Linked DNA regions of Mus musculus: region 2 is linked to region 1. Evidence: chromatin contacts called from public HiChIP or PLAC-seq data. All regions are on one chromosome and are shown on one strand. Each heading gives the region's core, a stretch centred on a gene start, on an enhancer-like site or on the middle of the called end of the contact. The rest is flanking DNA. Distances are from core to core; before and after follow the strand shown. Region 1 has its middle 11 kb from the start of n-TLcag4. Region 2 holds the start of Ciapin1 (cytokine induced apoptosis inhibitor 1).

What was found. HiChIP or PLAC-seq counts read pairs in DNA pulled down with a chosen protein or histone mark.
Region 2: a contact with region 1 is called in an HNF4G HiChIP or PLAC-seq map of pancreatic cancer cells. The contact joins the promoter of Ciapin1 here to the enhancer-like site in region 1. A contact is called at or near these places in 10 of 39 promoter capture datasets (the 3T3-L1 cell line, the C10 cell line, cranial neural crest and 7 more), 4 of 15 datasets of contacts at CTCF or cohesin (CD8 T cells, the NIH/3T3 cell line, embryonic stem cells and 1 more), 48 of 484 Hi-C or Micro-C datasets (B cells, the C10 cell line, CD4 T cells and 25 more), 41 of 115 datasets of contacts at active chromatin or transcription factors (the 230-238 cell line, DN3 thymocytes, the HPC-7 cell line and 28 more) and 4 of 9 other capture datasets (adipose tissue, embryonic stem cells, liver and 1 more).

The regions. Positions count from the first base shown.
Region 1 is chr8:94,713,372-94,716,071 of GRCm38.p6, reverse strand. No RefSeq gene overlaps it. Among named protein-coding and RNA genes, the nearest start is that of n-TLcag4, 11 kb to the right of the region's middle. Within about 2 kb of position 1,256, at least 33 of the 459 cell types and tissues checked have an H3K27ac peak or open chromatin away from gene starts, as enhancers often do. A contact at or near this core is called in the MC38 cell line, adipose tissue, embryonic fibroblasts and 4 more, where this site is marked.
Region 2 is chr8:94,837,053-94,839,935 of GRCm38.p6, reverse strand. Ciapin1 (cytokine induced apoptosis inhibitor 1) reads left to right here and starts at 1,596. Exons shown (of 9, transcript NM_134141.4): 1 at 1,596-1,684. It overlaps Coq9 (coenzyme Q9), which reads right to left and starts at 1,523. Exons shown (of 9, transcript NM_026452.3): 1 at 1,439-1,523. The coding sequence starts at 1,514.

The sequences.
Region 1 (2,700 bases), core at 7-2,506:
AGTATTTCCAGGCAGGCTGTGGGCCACGTCCACCTCGCAGCCTTAGCCTCCAACATGTTAAAACCAGTGCCAAGTGAACTCAGGGTGCCAGGCTGGGGCTTGCCACCTCTGACTGGCCATCGGCAGGGCTTTGGGTAAATGCTGGCCTCTTGCCTCAGCTTCTCCTTTGCTAGGGCTCCAGAAGTGAGGCTTTTTTCTCAGCTTGGTCCTTGTTGCTTGTCTTGTAGGTGTAGCAAAATACCTAACAAAAGCAAGTTAAGGAAGGGAGGGTTTATCTGAACTTATTGTTTGAGGGTTCAAGTCATCATCCCAGATTTGAGAGTATGAGGTAACGCTGAATCCATAGTCAGTGTTTAAAATGGGTCTGAGGGTGGGTAATCTTAGGAACATGGCCATGAAACGGCCATTAATCCAAAGCACCCCAGCAAAGCATCGTGGCACCTCTGTAGAAGGGTGCACAGATGCAGTGAAAGCAGCAAGCCCATATACCAGGAGTCCTGGTGGGTTTTTATTCCTAATGCAAAGAGGTCCTGTCCCTCACTCTGGCTGGTCAGAGCTGGCTTCACACTCTTTTTGCCATAATCTGCTAACTTAAAAGTGGCACAGTTGATAAGCAAAGTGTATTTTTCCAGAGCAGGATACAACTCTGAGCAAATGCTTTGATCTTGAGCAAATACTAACTGGAAGAGGGATTTTTACCCCCCTCAGATGGTGTCTTTTACCAGTTCCTGTTAGGACCTGGCCCTTTAAACCCAGAAGCCAATTCAGAATTGGCAGGCCCCTACTGGGAAGAGTAAACTTATAGGGTGGATCTCAGGAAGAGTAACCCCAGGCCTGAGACCAGGGCTGACTCTCCAACCTATTTACCCATTAAAGATGGAACTTCCTTTGTTCTATTTAGCCATCTAATAGAAAAGGCAGGGGTTTTGTTTCTGTTTCCCAGGCCAGGAAGCAGAGGGAGGGCTCCTGGTGCCAGGCTTGCCTCCTTTTTCTTCAGGCATGGTACAGTGCCATCTATATCTGAGATGGGTTTTCCTGCTTCAATTAATGTAATGCATAAACTCCTTCATAGACTTACCGAGAGATTTATTCCCAAGATGATTGAATTCTGTCAAATTGACCATCAATATTAGCCAACACAACCCTTGTGGTTAGAAGCCCCTTCTTTGCCCACAGGGGAATCACCTGGGACTATCCTTTAGCTGATGGCTCTGTGCCCAGAGACTTGAGAGCTGCTTTTTGGATCGTTGGGAGTTTCCAGGATCCCAAGTCTGTCCCACAGCAATGTTTGAGTCACTTCCCTGCTGTGGGTAATAAAAGGCTAGTATTCAAATGCCACTTTTCCTGCCCAGGCTTGAATTGAGCGATCTAATAACTGCCCAGCTGAGAGGAGCCAACATGGTGTTTGTATATTTACCCTGTCAGTCACAGATTCTTAAGATTGGGAGACAGGTCAACAGGCTGGAGCCCCAAAGCTTCAGATTCACGCTGTCACACCTGACTTCTCTCGGCCACGGTTTCTTCCTCATTTGTAAGATGGAAGAACTTCTCCTGGTGGGATGCTTTGAAAATGAGCAAGCGAAGCATAAAAGACATGCAACTGCTGCTCAGTACTTGGGGAACCCACGGTCTAGGGCAACTGTCGGCTCACACCATCACCACATCTGGCTCTGCACTGCTTGCTGCATGGTGTACCAACCACTGACCAAGTGTTGCAAATCAGAAAGTTTTATTTATGGGGTGGTCAATTGTGGAGGCGTGAAGACAACTATCGAATCTGCAGATAGGATTTGGGATATCTATTGCCTTGAGGAAATGGGAAAGGGTACCAGGAGGGAGGTCATCAGAGCTCTGCCCATGCTGCAGACACATTTGCCATCCCCTGAGATTGGCCATTTTAAATTCAACTCAAAGGGAATGACTAGGCAGGGGAAGCCAGTTCATTTAGGTGCCCCCTCAAGCTTTCTTTTGGCTTCAAGTCCACTGCATGGATAAAAAGTCCTGAGTATCTTGGGGACACACTGCAGCTGCTTCATTCTTCACTATGCACTAGGCATCTGGCACGAGTTAAGGATCCCCCCCAAACCTAACGCATCTTCTACTTTGCACTCAGCCCCAGCAGCTATGTGTCTGGGCTGAGCCTCTCTGATCAAGATGCACACAGGAACACGAAGCTGCCCAAGATCAGACCTAATATCAAGGTCTAAGAGAATGCCTAGTCTGAGCAAGCAGGACCAACTTGCTGTGATTGCTACTTCTAGTACTATCTAACTGTGAGATCTAGGGGAACTTTAAAAACAATACAAATGGGGGGAGGAGTATAGGGGACTTTCAGGATAGTATTTGAAATGTAAATGAAGACAATATCTAATAAAAAATTGAAAAAAAAAAAAACAATACAAAACAAGACTCCAAGCTTCAGTTTCCTGGTTTGAAAAATGGTCCAGATTTGTGGCAGGAGAGATAGCTCAACAGTTAAGATGGCTGCCCCTTCTTCCAGAGGTCTGGAGTCTGGAAAGCTCACAACCACCTGAGACTATTTCCAGGGGCTCTAAGCTTTTCTTGTCTCCTTGGCACCCATGCAATGTGCACATACACATACAAATAAATAACTTAAAACTAAAATAAAATTTAAAAAATGATCCAGATGTTCTCTGTCTCTCAGCCTTGCTTTGAGACAGCAATATATAAGAAATGCTT
Region 2 (2,883 bases), core at 347-2,846, 120 kb before region 1:
CAAATCAAAAGGCCAGCCCGTATTATTTTGAGACATAGACTTCCTATATAACTCAGGCTGAGGCAGGACTAACAAGTTTTTAAAAAAGAAAAAAGAAAAGGAATAAAAAAGAAAAGCATGATGACACACTCTTTTAAGAGCACTCAGGGGGCTGGTGAGATGGCTCAGGGGGTAAGAGCACCCGACTGCTCTTCCAAAGGTCCGAAGTTCAAATCCCAGCAACCACATGGTGGCTCACAACCACCTGTAACAGAGATCTGATGCCCTCTTCTGGTGCGTCTGAAGACAGCTACAGTGTACTTACATATAATAAATAAATAAACCAAAAAAAAAAAAAAAAAAAAAAGTAAACTCTGATTAAAAAAAAAAAAAAAAGAAAGAAAACACTCAGGAGGCAGGACCAGGCCAATCTCTCTAAGTTCCAGGTCAGTCTGGTCTATATTACAGTGAGTTCCAGGTCAGCCAGAAATATAGAGTGAGACTTTATCTCAAATACTTCAGAAAGGGGACGGTTACTTCGGAGATACCTGTTGTAAACTGCTTGCATAACATTGAAAAAAAGATGAATGTTTGGGCTTTAAGGGCCCACCTAATATAAAGTTGTCGGGAATACAGTTGAACTTTTTGTGGACACAATTTCATGGGTAAATACCCTATGACTGGATTTGTTGGCTCACATTGCATTATTTTTGTTAAACATATTTCGTCTGAAACTCTAGCTAAAAATGCCACAAAGGAAGTCATTGAAAATAATAAGGAAAGAAACACAGAACAGCATGCTTAACAACATCAGCATTTGCTATAGGCCCAGAAAATTTGAAGTGAGGAGCCCCCAAAGTATGGTTGCGAGATCTCTGCGGTTCATGGAGATTTTAGTTGCATATTTTTTGTCACTGTGTCAGTGCAGAAAGATTCTATATACGGACAGCGATTTTTGCTTTTCCACTTAATGACAATGTACAAAGTTTCTAAAAGTAAATGTCTACTATTACTGTGGAGATAAAAATACGGGGCATATGGCAGCAAATGACGAATGTCACCAGCTTAGTGACGTGGTGTGGCAATAACTGACTCTGTGGCTGTTCGGTCGGTTTCTCCAGCGAGGCTGGCACAGCGCCTACGGCGACGGAGAACGCTTTGGAACGGACGAGCTCTGTGACCTTGGGCACACCGAGCCCTCTCTGAAGCTCCATTACCTCTGGGGAACCGGGGTGACAGGACTGCCCCGCGGCTTTTGCCCCCTCACAGCTCAAAGTCCGGCGACTGAAACCCTTAAGTGGCTTTTTCCAGCTCGCGACTCCAGCGGCTCCACGCCGATGCCCTTTACCTTGCTAGCCCCGACCAGAGCCTCTATCATCCCACGCCAAGCCCAGATCCGCCCTGCGCCTTCTTCCCGTTTTTCCCCCTCGCGCCCCGGCTCGGCTGGCTGTCACCTCACCGGGCAGGCACCGCAGCTGCAGGAGCCTCCAGCCCAAGCGGCCGAGGACACCAGACACGGCTGCTGTCGCCGCCATCTTGGAAGTGGGCACGCACGCACGCTGAGGGCGGCGACGCGCCGGGCAGCGTCACGCGTCAGTGGGGCCGCGTCCGCTCACTAGGACTCAGGTGTTGTGCGGCGTCTTCTCGCGAGAGACCAGGACGAGAAGCCGGCGTCCGCGGAGCGGGTTTTCAGGCTACGAGGAAGGTGAGGACGCTCGGGGTCGCTCGAGCATCTGAGCGGGCTTAACGGCCCTCCTAGGGGCCACTCTGGTCTCCCGTGCTCTCGCTTCGGCTTCTGGCGCCGTCATTGTCACCCCTTGGGGAAGCCGGGGTGAGGGGCCGCGGCGGCCGGGGCCCTGCACGCGGCGTGCTGGACGCCGGGGCTCGTCCGCCGCCTTTTTCCGCGTGGAAACCCGGAGCTGGCATCGGGACCGTCAGTTTACTCCTAGCCATCGGTGGTGACCTTGAGTCTCCTCCAGGGCACTTGGCGGAAAGCACCAAAGGTGGGGAGAACCTGGAGCCACAGGTTGTCCATTCGAGCCCGGCATTTATGTCCTAGGATGCTTGTTTATAGAAGGAGCCACCCAGGCTTTTGTCCTGGAGAGTTGCCCCTGTGCCGGGGTGTGGTCCCTAGCGATCACTAGCCATTTGCAAGGTCGGGAGAAGTTCGCTTCTCGGTGCCTGAGTCCAAGCTGCGGGTCTTCAGAGTAGAGCGGACTGCCTCGCTTGCTCTACCAGGGAAGTCTTGATGTTTGCTAGAAGTAAACGGTGTATGTTTAGTGTCATGGTCATGGGGTGGGGGAACATGTATGTATAGGTGCATACGCATGTGTGTGGAGGCCAGAGGACAACTTGGTGTTTCATCAAACTGTGGCCACCTTCTTTGTGACAGGGCCTCTAGTTGGCCTGAAGCGTACCAGTTAAGGCTGGATAACAAACTTTGCCACACGAGCTTTTGAAATATATATACACACACATACATATATACTTATATGTATGTACACATATATGTGTATGTATATATATGTATGTGTATGCATGTATACACACATATATAAAGATTCTGTGTGTGTTGGGGAGGAGTGTCTGCTTCCACTTTGAGTTCTGAGGGTTAAACTCAGGTTGTCAGGCTTTGTAGCAAGCACCCCTAACCCACTGAATCATCTTGGTAGCCCACACCCAAGGTTTTCTATGTGGGTTCTGGGGCTCAAACTCCTTATGCTTGCAAAGCACAGCCTCGCCCTTCCCAGAGCCCTGATAATGAATGGCTTTTGAGAGAAGAGTTTCACCGAGGAGCGTAAACTGTCCTCAGAACTCCTTCACCAGTCTCCCGAGAGAGCTAGGGTTACACGAAGGCTCCGACATTCTTGGCTATTGGTTGGTGTTTGTTTCGCTTTGTGGTAT